Regions from separate parts of the Ovis aries genome. Here all the other regions are linked to region 3. A link is a contact called in public Hi-C data. All regions are on one chromosome and are shown on one strand. Each heading gives the region's core, a stretch centred on a gene start, on an enhancer-like site or on the middle of the called end of the contact. The rest is flanking DNA. Distances are from core to core; before and after follow the strand shown.

What was found. A called contact is a pair of places that touch in the nucleus more often than the background predicts.
Region 1: a contact with region 3 is called in a Hi-C map of mixed tissues, with 2.3 times the contacts expected there. The contact joins two enhancer-like sites. A contact is called at or near these places in 2 of 16 Hi-C or Micro-C datasets (liver and mixed tissues).
Region 2: a contact with region 3 is called in a Hi-C map of liver, with 4 times the contacts expected there. The contact joins two enhancer-like sites. A contact is called at or near these places in 4 of 16 Hi-C or Micro-C datasets (hypothalamus, liver, mixed tissues and 1 more).

Annotation. Positions count from the first base shown.
Region 1 is chr14:11,104,530-11,108,670 of ARS-UI_Ramb_v3.0, reverse strand. All of the region lies in intron 2 of GSE1 (Gse1 coiled-coil protein), which reads right to left. All of the region lies in intron 1 of LOC121816361 (a long non-coding RNA gene), which reads right to left. Among named protein-coding and RNA genes, the nearest start is that of GINS2, 120 kb to the left of the region's middle. Within about 2 kb of position 2,135, at least 17 of the 54 cell types and tissues checked have an H3K27ac peak or open chromatin away from gene starts, as enhancers often do. A contact at or near this core is called in liver, where this site is marked.
Region 2 is chr14:11,143,360-11,147,322 of ARS-UI_Ramb_v3.0, reverse strand. All of the region lies in intron 2 of GSE1 (Gse1 coiled-coil protein), which reads right to left. Among named protein-coding and RNA genes, the nearest start is that of GINS2, 85 kb to the left of the region's middle. Within about 2 kb of position 1,577, at least 15 of the 54 cell types and tissues checked have an H3K27ac peak or open chromatin away from gene starts, as enhancers often do. A contact at or near this core is called in liver, where this site is marked.
Region 3 is chr14:10,972,467-10,976,115 of ARS-UI_Ramb_v3.0, reverse strand. The region is part of intron 2 of GSE1 (Gse1 coiled-coil protein); the gene reads right to left. Among named protein-coding and RNA genes, the nearest start is that of GSE1, 170 kb to the right of the region's middle. Within about 2 kb of position 1,810, at least 27 of the 54 cell types and tissues checked have an H3K27ac peak or open chromatin away from gene starts, as enhancers often do. A contact at or near this core is called in liver, where this site is marked.

The DNA of each region.
Region 1 (4,141 bases), core at 886-3,385, 130 kb before region 3:
CTATTCTAGAACTAGATTACGGACGGTTGCCACACTCTGCATTATAATCACTGAAGTGCATGTTGTAAATGAATTATATCTCAATGACTCAAAAAACCAGCTGAAACTCTGAGACAAACAAGCAAGCTGGCAAGGTCCAGGAGGCGACCACCAGGAGGCGCAGAACTCCCCGAGGGGCTCTTGACTCTATATTATGTCAAGTCTGTGCAAAGATCCTCGAGGCGGGAAGGCGGGGGTGGGCGGTAAACACGGGGCTAGAAATCAGTGTGTGTGGGGGGGGTGTCATTACTGCCTCCAGAATCAAAACGTCAGGGGTCAACCTTGGCTCTACCATGTAGAGGTGTGTGACCTTGGGAAAGTGACTCCACCTCTCTGTGTTTCTGTTTCCACCTCTGGACGTGGTGCTGGTGATAACAGGGAGTGTGAAGGATGGGAAGCCCCTTAAACCCTCACCCAGGACTCCAGGCAGCCCCCTGAGCAGAGCCCATGGGGCCTCAGGAGCCCGACACCCACACAGCCAACAATCCCTCTCTGTAGCCTGGGTCTCCCTGACGTTCAGCCTTTGGGATCCCTCTCATGCTGACTGCCCTGATGGAACGGATGTCAGCAAGCCCCCTGGATGCCAAGAGTCCTTTCCCTAGATACCCTCAAGCACCTAGAAGTCAGTGAGATCCCGTGGTGGGGGGGGGGGGGCTCAGAAACCGAAGGAGGAGAGCCAGGTTCTAGAAAAGCCTCTTTCAGGTTAAGGCTCCGGGCGCACACCTCACCTGCTCTGTCCTTCTGGACTCCCCGGGGCGTGGTGAGGACGGACTAAGTGCGTGTGTGCATGAGAGGGAGTTTGGAGACTTTCCTTTTATTTATTTTTCTTCCCTTTGCACTACAAAGGCTCGCAGGATCTTAGTTCCCTGGCCAGGAATTGAACTGGGGCCCCCTGGCAGTGAAAGTGCCGCGTCCTGACCTCTGGGCCACCAGGGGGTTCCTGAGACCTTCTAAAGAGACATGCCCTGCAGGAGATGATGCGAGGGTGCACACAGGCACACGCGTGGACACGCACGTGACAGATCACTAGAGCTGCTGTCCTCCGGGGCCCGCTGGCCCCCACCTGGTGCCACTTGACCATGAAACCACACCTTCCTCCATCGGACTGCCACGTGGAGGTTTCGACCCCACCTCCACCCCAGTCCACTTCCCACTTCACTGATGGGCACCGCGGCCGCCTCTCCTGCGCCCCTGCCTTCGACCCCTCGCCCACCCTCGGCAGCCGCACGGGACGCTGCCAGCCGAGCTCCTCGGTTGCTCTGGCCCCCGCCTCCCCAACCTGGGCTCCTGTCACCCCTGAACTGCCCATCCTGTGTTTGTTGTCAGGGGTAGGTCGACCCCTGTCCGGGGTTCCCTGTGTCGTCCAACACAGCAAAAAGCACCCCCAGCTTCTGAAAGCGCCCCACCCCCCGCCAAAGACTGAAAAGGCTACCCCAGGCCCCCGTAGCATCCCCTACCCCACCCCAGGTCACAAGCCAGCCCCGGCCAATGGAACTTTCCACAAAGATGGAAACACTCTCTTCCTACCCTATCCAATATGGTGGCCACCAGCCCCACATGGCAATCCAGCAGCGGGGCCGGAGTAACTCAGGAACGGGCGTTTTGATTTTGTTTCATTTTGAGCCATTTCATTTAATGCTTTACCTTTCAATGGTTAACATGCGGCTAGGTCTGGTCCCTGGAAACTCCAAGTGTGGCCTACGGACCAGCCACATGGGAGCCACACAGGCCTGGGGAAGGGGGGACGCAGATGACCTCAGAGCCTCGAGGGAGGGAAAGTCCCCATCTGCCTTGTCAGGTACCACCTCGACCCACTTGAATCAGAAGCTGCCCCTTAAGAGCCTGGGTGACTCGAGGGCACGGTACGGTCTGTGTCTCCTCCCTTCACACCTCCCCCATCTTCCGCTTTCAAAATCCCCTAATTCTTCAGAATCTGTTTCCAACACCACCTCCTCCAGGAAGCCCTCTCAGATGGCTCCAGCTGACTGGGAACTCAGTGACCTCCAAGCCCCTGGAGTCATGTGCATCCCTCCATGGGCGTGCTTAGCTCCTCCCCTGTGCAGGTGGCCAGGAGGGCCTCAGAGACATGACCTCTGACTTACTTTCCACCCTCTGCTCTGCCCCTCCTGGGCCTGGCACCCAGCAGGTGCTCGAGCACTACCCTGTCAGCTGCAGCTACAAGAAGCCAAACATCTTGCCAAATCAGGGCAAGGAGAACAGACCAGTGCAAGGAGAACAGAGTTGGTTACAGGCTATTTGCTTTATTATTCCTTCCACTCGGCTTGCCCCACCGGTCTGACCCGCTGGCCGCCTCTCTCCTAGCCTAGCGCCTGGGAGGTGACAGAGCCCTGAGTCAAAGGCATCAAAACCAGAAGACAAGGCCAGGCAGGTGGAGTTATTGGTTTCAGTGAGCCAAATAAAGCCTCACATGCTTTTCATGAACCTCTCTCTCTGCAGGTCAGGAGCAGGGCCACAGCTCTGGCACACAGCAGGTGTCAGCACCCCGAGAGCTCGCCGGGAGCCCACCTCTGGGACCCCAGAGGCCCCTGCATGTCGCGGGCAGAGGCGGGTCAAGGGCAGGGGCTTCCCTCCCACAGCACATTCCCTCTCGCCGCCACACCTGGTAGCCTCCCGTGGATCCCGGGCTCTGAAGATCTTTCCTAACGCCAAGGCTTCGAAGGCCAATGCTGACCAAGGGCGCAGGCCCCCAGAAGCTCCCCTGGGAGCCTGGGGCTCACACAGGCCACACTTCATCGCATTAGGCAGCTCAGCCTGCCCCCCAACAGCTGTTTCTCCGAAAAGCTCAGTGGAAAAGCTCAGTGCGAGGAGCCACAGTTCAGCCTGGGAGCCTAGGGCTGCGGGTCATATCTTGGCTCTAACCCCGGAAGCTGCCAGAAACATCGCTTTTGTGCGTCCTCCTCTGCCGGGCAGGGGATCGAAACCCCTGCCTCCACCCCCGCGGCTCAGGCAGGAAGTGGCCTCAGCCCCACGCGGAGAGACGGTCTCCAGGGGCTGCAATATAAACACGCCTGTCCAGGCTGAGGGCAGGTGCAAAGCCCCGGAGAGACCCACCCAAACCCACACAAGCCTGACGTGGCTCCAAGGCCTCCCCACGGCACGCTAGGGCTACAGTGTCATCTGAAGTCACGAGTTCCCAAGAAGCAGGGGAAACACGGGTTAACAGGAGGCTGCCATCACCAGCTGAGGCCTGCCCTGGACCTCCAGGCCCAGTTGGAAACAAGACAGTGACAGCAATCACACTAAAGACAATACTGATAACAGGGGGCCATCCGTGGAGGGCCGACCAGGTGCTGCACACCACGCTAGGCATTTTAAATGCACAGACCCTTTACTTCCCACAGCAAGCTCGGGAAATGTCACCCTCATTTTACACTCAATTAAACCGAGGCACGGGGCTTCCCGAGTGGTGCTGGTGGTAAAGAACCGGCCTTTCCGTGCAGGAGACACAGGTTTGATCTCTAGGTCGGGAAGATCCCCTGGAGAAGGGCATGGCAACCCATGCCAGTGTTCTTGCCTGGAGCATCCCATGGACAGAGGAGCCTGGTGGGCTACAGTCCATGGGGTAGCACGGAGTCGGACACGACTGAAGCAACTTAGTTCGCGCACAAACGGAGGCACAGAGCATCCAGGTAGCCTGCCCAAGGTCTCACCGGGAATAAACGGGAGAAGAAGGATTCAAATTCCGGCCACTTGGCTTCTGAGCCCATGAGTTCAATTCTCATACATAATGGAGGCTGCTCCTGCCGTTAAACCTGGGAGCGGAGGAAGGAGTAACCGGTCCTAATGGGTGAGCTCAGAGAGGCTTCCAGACTTCTGACCCCGGCCTGCCAGGGAGTGGAAAGATCCCGTTCAGAGCATGGCAGAGGGTTAGAGAAGGTCAGGCTAGACAGACAGGCAGGGGATTCACTTCCAGGGGCCTCACCTCCCATGCTAGGAAGCTGGGCTCTGCTGAGGAAGGCAGATCCCAGCAAAACCATCCTGGAAACACTAACCTACTACACAGAACGGTTCGAATACGGTGGAGGCCTGTTACACCCCACGTTGGAGGGGACCTCAATAACACCGGCCACCGTCGTATTCT
Region 2 (3,963 bases), core at 328-2,827, 170 kb before region 3:
ACCACAGCCTGTGTGGGCCCCAGATAAGGCACTGCAGGGGTTAACAAGGATTTAATGTATTTTAGACGCGCTTCCCAGACAAAGGCTAGTTTACAAAACAAGAGCCAAATCGACTCAACTCGGCCAGTATCCACCAACCAGCCGGCGGGCAGGTGCTTCCCCCGCCGCACACACAGCCCTCCAAACTTCAGAGTCAGCGCTCCGGCAGGGGACCCCGGTTCATCACGTGGGGGGTGTCGCGGCAACACTTCACCCAATCCGGACGACCCCTTCCCCCCACGACCCCGCACCTCCATCTCCTCTGCGCACTTCTCAGGGGTCCCATTAATCCTCCACCCCAAACTCGGGAGGGGGAGTGGGAAGGGGGGAGGCGGGAGGACGAGCCCGACTCCGCTCCGCCTCCACGGAGGGAATTTAATTAGCCTGCTGGAGAGGCGGGCGGGCGGCCGACGAGGTGTCTCTGCTGCTGCAATATAATTGAATCGGCTCCACTCGGTCGGGCCACTCGCCGCCCATCAGCGCGGCCGCCGGGCTGGGGGCGGGGAGGCGCATCCAGGCGGAGCAGGAAGGGCCGAGGAGGGGGGGCAAGGGCAGCGCGGGTGGGGGGCGGCGGATGCAATCACCTCCCACCTCGGAGGCCGGGGCAGCCATCTTCAGCGGGGGGAGGGGCAGGGGACCCGCTCCTACGGGGCGGGGGGGAGCAGAGAGGCGGGGGAGAAGCCGTGGAGCCCGGGGCGCGCCCTTGGGAAGCAAGGCGTGGGGGTCGGAGACCTGAAGGCTGCAGTCCCGCCCTCCCGGCGGTCTCCCTAGCTCGGAGGGAAGGGGGAGGGGAGCGAGACAAAAAACCCAACCTCGCGGCCCCAGCGGGCGATCCCCCCGCCCACCGCAGCCGCCGCCAGCACCTGCCGCGGGGGCGCAGCGCCGCCCCCCTCGCTCCCTCCCCCGCCGCCGCAAAGTTTTCACTCCGGCTCCGGAGCGTAGACAGCTCACCGAGAGCCCCCCAGCTCCCTTGCTCCCCACCCGCCGCACGCTCGTAAAGCACCCCTCGCCTAACACAGCCACCGAGCCCGAGCCCCGGGGCGGCCCGAGCCCCCGCCTGGAGGCCGGACGGCCAGGCTGCGACCCGCCGCGGGGCGCGGGGCCTTGGGTCCCTACTCCGCCCGCCCGGCTCTTATCGCCGTACACACTCCGGGGGAAGTTGCCCCGGAGCCGTTGGCGGCCGCCCCCGCGAAACCCACGAACTTGGAGGAGAGGGGGGCGCGAGCGGAGACCGCCCCCCGCCCGGCTAGAAGCGCTCACCTTTCATGCCAGGGCCCCGCCGCTCCGCCTCGGCTGACACATGCTGGAGCCACCGTCGCCCAGTGTTTGTCTAAACTGCTTATCTCACCCGGGGCTGCTCGGCGGCGGCGGCGGCGGCGGCGGCGGCGGCGGCTCTGGCCCGCTGGGGAGGTGGAGCTTCCGGGGCCCCGGCCAAGAAACACCTGCTGCTGTCGCCGCCGCCGAGGACACACCCAAACGCAACGCCGCCCACTCTCGGGCCACTGGCTCGCTCCCGGCTCCCTGACCTCAGCCAGCGGGAGGTGTCGGGTTTCAGCCGCAAACACACGCGCTCGCGCGCGCGCGCACCGACCGGCGCCCGGGTACACCCGCGCGGGCACACGCCCCTCCCCAGACAGGCCGGCCAGGTGAGCCGAGGACACCAGCAGGTAGGGGAAGTGCCACCCTCAGGCTCCCGGGGACCCCGGGCTTCACTGCTCAGGGGTCCCACGTACACTGGGGTCTGAGACCAGCCACTGGATTCCAAAAGCAGGGAGCGGTCACTTTCAACACGCCCACCAGGCAAGCAGCGCCCCTGCGCCTCTCCCTACCGCTTTCCGGGTGCCGAGAGCAGCGTGTGCCACAAACCAGCAGACCCCCCGAGGAGTGAGCGGACAAACTCACGTGTGCTGGAGGCCTCCTGGAGTAAAACTTTTCCAGAGCCGGTGTCTGCTGGGGGGGAGGAGTGGAGCGGGAGGGGGCATGCAAAGTAGGCTGTGTGCCTCTCTCCTCCCTAGCCCCTCTTAACTCCCAATTTGAAAGAGCTGAATGTTAAGGACTCGGGCCTACGCACCTTCCCCCCAAATTCCAGGAGCTCCGCCTTCTCGTTCTAAGTAACTTTGGGGAAGGCCACAGTGCGGGGGGCAGCGGAGTAGTTCTTTTAAAGAACTCACGTCGCAGCGGCTGGAGAGTCCACGGAGGCGCCGCTCCGCCAGGGGGGTCATTAAGTAGCTGGGGTTGCGGTCAGAGGCGAGGCCGCCCGCCTCCAGAAACTGGCACGACCCACTGGGCCTCCGGCCCCAGAACAGCGCCTCCCCATTCCTGGCACCCCACCACCACCGCCACCACCACCTCACCCAGGCACTTGACAGACTGGAATGACTCAGGGAGCGTCCTGAAATTCCTGGGCACCCACAGGCGGCACGGCCAGAGCGGAGGGCCCCGGCCTCCCCACCCCCACCGGCGGCGGGCGCAGAGGACCAGCCTGGCGCCCCCCACCAGCCCTCCCCAGCCCCGCGTCTCCGGGAAGCGCCGGGTCAATGGCGGCCCGCCTCGCCCGACGCCCCTTGGCCCTGGCGCGCCCCGCGCTCTGACCCCGCGCGTCCCAAGCTCCCAGGGTTGCTCGGATGCACCGGGGTCTCTGCCTGTACATCCTCTTTTTGAAAATCCTCTCCATCTACAGCCTCCCTACTTTGCAGCCCCGGAGGCAAACCAGTACCCACCCCTCAGCACCCCGCCGTAGCGCCGCGCTGCGGGTTTCAACTTTCGGCCGCCGGTGCCAGCCCGCGCTTCTGCCAGCCCCAAACCTGCCCCGGGACATGCCCGCGCCGCGCTTGGCAGGCGCGCACGCAGCCGTCCCCGCGGCCCAGCCTCCCCCGCCTCCCTTCCTCCCTCTCCCGCCCTCCCTTCCCTCCCCGCGCCAGTCCGGATTGCGGCGGGAGGGAGCGCTGGGCGCCTGCCACCCCCCATCCATCTGTTCCCGATGACGCTGGCGGGCCTGGAGCAGTCGGAGCCCGCGCCAGCGGGGAGCAGGACTCGCCTGGGTGCCCGCCCGCCCGAGGGGCGAAGGGCAGGGCGCGGACAGTCGCCCCCGAGCCACCCACTCCCCTGCTCCGCCTTCCGCAGAGCGCACGCGGGTCGGCCCCTCGCCTTGCACAAGGCTCCTGGCCGACCACAAACGAAAAGGGAAACGGACCTGCGAGGCCGAGCCGGGGGCCGTTACTGGCTCCTACCTGTGGGGGCCCGCCGGCCGGCCCTGGCACCTCGTGGGAGGGGCGCTTCCCCTTCACCCTCCACCGCCTGGCTTCGGGCCGCGCCTCCCCCGTGTGGCCCTAGGCCTCCGCCGGACGCTTTCGTTTACGCACCACACGGTGTCTCCGCGGCGCGGCCTCCGGGAACTCACACTCAGCAGGGGACAGCAGACTCACCGCGGCCAGGGCGCGGAGGACGCGGTGCTTCCATCGCCGCCGGGAGTCTCGGGGAGGAGGAGGAGGGGGATGGGAGGAGTCAGGAGGGCCTAGGGCCTAGGGCCTGAAAAACCAAATTAAATAACCTCTGGGGGCGGGTCCCACACTTTCCCACCTGGACTACAGGCTGGGGTGGGGGGAGGGGAATAACGCATGAAAACAACGCGCACCTGGACCGAACTCTCCTCCCAGCCCCGTCCCCGGGTCTGGACGCTCGGGCCCACCCTCCAACTCTTTCACCAGGATACCGTGGTCCAGTTGTTTCCCTTCATCCTGGGGAGACCCTGATGGTGGTGGTAGCGAGGGGGAAGTCAAGTTCTTCCACACGTCTGAGGACCACCGTGGCAAAACACAGAATTTTGTGGGGTGGCCACGTGGGTTCATCGTTTGGCTACTTTATTCAGAGTTTGTAGATTCCCCCGCCTCCTCCCAGACATCTGGTTCCGCTGCACGGCGGGAC
Region 3 (3,649 bases), core at 561-3,060:
CTCCAAGACCCTCCTCCTCACCGGGGTGGGACTGAGCTCTTGGGTCGGCCTGGGTCCCTCCATGTGTTACAGAATGGTATTCCTAACACCCCACCCTGCTTTCCCAGCAGGCACCCCAGCTCTTCTCACGCCTTAACTCGTTCAATCCCCAAGCCCGTCCGTGGACATTATTATCAGGCCCACTTCGCAGATGTGAACACCGAGGTAGAGAACGAGATCAGCACTTATTGGGGTCTGAACCCCACAGACTCCAGAAGGCAGAGCGAGGTACCTCTACAAGGGGCTTCTCCCCTGGGGGCACACAGGGTCACCGGAAGTCTTAAAAACACATGGATCCCTGGACCCTCCCACCCTGAGATTCGGAATGAGTGGGTCTGCAGGGTGGAACGTGGGCTGCAGGGGTTTGGAACAGTGATGAGAAAGGGTGGCCCCAGCTTCCTGGGGCTCCTCTGCTCCTGGAAGCCACACGCCTCCTTCTGAGAGCTGCCGGCAGAGGGTCTCAGGGGAGATGCCCGAATTAAAATCAGACCTCAGGAGGGGAGCCCCTTCCCACGTCATTTCAGGCCTGAAGCCTGAGGCCAGCAGGTCCCCAGAGAAGCAGCAGCGAAGAGAACTGAGGTGGAGGCTGCTGGGTGTCCTTGGGCGGCCAGATGGCAGCTCGGCCAGCAGGCGGGGCCACCCGCGCTGCCTGGAGCTCTGGGGAGGCTGGGCTGAGTCAGAAACCCAGGCTTCCTGCCCGGAAGGTGACTTTGGAAGCTTGAGAATTTGGCCGTGATGGCTCCAGAACCAGTCTGTTCCCAAGCCTCAGTCATGGGAGACCACACGCTCCAGGTGGGGACAGTGCAAGAGGACCCCAGTGCCAGGCACCTGCCTGGGGGGTGAGGGCAGCACTGCGCCCACAGCAAAGGGTGGACACAGGCGAGAGAGAGAGAGAGTGTGTGTGTGCAGAGGGCCACGTGTCTAGGGCCGGTGAGCTTTGCTGTATGGCTCTGGGTCCAGCACTTTGCCTCTCTGAGCCCGAAAAGGGCGGGGCAGGGGGCGGGGTGGGCGCGGAACCTGCCCTTTGCCAAGGGCCTGAGCAAAGGTATTTGGACCCCAGACCCGGGCGGGGGAAACCAAGCTTCACCTCTTCCCTTGCTCCCTGCTGGACTTCACGGAGGACCACGAGTTGGAGGGGTGGTGTCAGCTTCTCCCCTCTCCAGTCCACTCCATATCTCCCCCGCACCCTCCCTCTCCCAGCCTCACCGGCAGGACGGAGCCACCCTCTTTGCCCCTTCCCCTGCTCCCCACCCACCCCCACTCTGCCCCTCTCGGGGTCTCTCTCGTCCCATGGCCCCAAGTCTCGTGGGGTCTCAGGCTCCCTGGAGGGGGCAGCCCGTCTCCCACACAGACAGGAAGCAGGGCCTGCTCGCAGAGCCCTGCCGCCCCCAGCACTAAGGCCTTCCAGATGTGACCTCCTGTGACGCACCCTGGGTCCCAGTCCCACCAGGCCTGTGACCTCCAAGGGGCCCGGCCCACTCGGGCAGCCCCCGGATGTTCATTCCCAGCTCTCGAGAGGACTCGGACACGCCCTAGATGCCCTGAAGGGTGCACAGCCGAGCCCCCCATACCCCCACGTCGAGGAGAGGAGGGACCCGCCGGGCCCTGAGCCAACGGATTTCCTCTGCCGGCGCCTGGCCGTGGGCAGCCCGCCTCTGGCAGCAGCCTGGCGTCGGAAGGCGTTGGCAGACCGTGGCCAGCTCTGCCAGGCGCCCCGGGGTGGCGGCTCCTCCCACGGGGAACTGGGAGAGGGTGCTGGGTGGCGGAGGGGAGCTTTTGCATCACAGGGGCAGATAACCGGCTCTGTTCTGGAGTTCAAGCCGGGGCCTGTCTGCGTTAGGGCCCGTGGCCGGATATTTCCTGTCTCTTGAGACAACATACACCGCCCACTCTCAAGTCCTCCCCTTCCCTCCCCTCCCCACAACCCAGGGCCTGAGCTGGCCCAGAAGAAGCTGCACTCTGTCACTCTTATCTACGCCCCCACCCCCGGCCCGCAGGCGCTTGGGGGTGGCTGGGGAACAGGAGGATGGAGGTTCACACCCCACCTTCCTCCCGCGGGGTCTGAGTGGGTTTTCCGATGAGGACCATGAGCTGTTGAGTAGTGAGGCAGACTGAGGCTGGGAGCGGCCACCTCAGGCTGAGAGGATGTGCTCAATGGCCATACCGGCACCTGAGCCAACATTCTAGAGCCGGGGCGAAAAAGGAGACAGACCCCCGGAGCCCCCGGGGGGAGCTCAGTGCCATACCGGCACCTGAGCCAACATTCTAGAGCCGGGGCGAAAAAGGAGACAGACCCCCGGAGCCCCCGGGGGGAGCTCAGTGCCATACCGGCACCTGAGCGAACATTCTAGAGCCGGGGCGAAAAAGGAGACAGACCCCCGGAGCCCCTGGGGGGAGCTCAGTGGACAAAAGGAAGCCTGGGGACAGCCCACCAGCACCCCCCAGGCCCCAGGCCAGGGGCCCCGGTCCGGTCTGGGGCGGCCCTGAGTCCTGTAAAACTCCCCAAGTGCCTCTTCTGCAGGGCCTGGACGTTTGTGGTTTTCCCCTCCCTCCTGCTCGCAGTCAGGCTGGCGAGGGGCTGAGGCTGAATGGGGGTGGGGTGGGGGGAGGGCGGCGGGGGCCAGGCGGAGGCAGGCTGGATGATTTAGGAGCTGCTCTGGGCAGGCCCCTGGAGAGTGTGGGCAGGGAGGGCGGAGGTGACAGATGGAAGGCGCATTTATTAAGGGTGAGTCAAAACATGTGAAGGGTTTTCTTGGGAGCCCTGGTGGGAAGGGATGCTGGGAGCTGCTGTGGTGAGGGCTGGGCAGCATGCCCGGCCCAAAGCTGGAGCCACAAGAGCTCGGCACTGGCCCCTGGGAGGTGTCTCTGGCTGGTGGATGTGCCAACCCATGTCCAGCCAGGCCAGACCTGCAGGCTCCGAGATGCCCCTCTGCATCTTCCTGCTCCACCCTTGGGCTGACCAGGCCCCAGTGCTGCCTCAGTTTGCACACCTGTAAAGTGGGAGACTCATGCTGCCCCTCACGCAGGGAGAGCCTGGTGCACAGTAGGGACATGACGATCTTAGTTTCTTCCCTTGCTTCCTCTGTAAGACACTCTGCAGTCCACACTGCCCTGAAGCCCTGGCTGCCACAGGCTTTAGCGTTTTCTGGGCCTGCTCCACTTCCTTCTTGGACCAGGGGTTCAGGGCAAGGTCCACACTCTTCGCCTGGCACAAGCCCTGCCCTTCGCAGGCCCTGCCCCGCTTTGCCCCACACCCTCCCTTCCTGCTCACCTCCCACCTAGCCGGGGCCTGACATAAGCCTCCCTTTTTCAAAGTGCCCAAGCCCCCACCCTTCCTACAAGGTCATGCTCCCCAACTGAGAATGGCCAGCTGCTTCCTTCCACTGGTCTAATTCTCATATACGTCCTCCTAAGACTTTAACGCCACCTCTTCCAGGGAGTCTTCCAGGCATGCTTCCAGTCGGGCCCCTGGTTGAGTTTCTAGAGCACTTGGCCTGGCCCATGCTGAGACCAGAAACCGTGTGCCCAGGGAGCTGGGGCTGGCATGGAGGGTGTTCATGGTGCCGGGGAAGACATGCTTCCTGGAGGCATGCTTCCAATGGGACAGGGA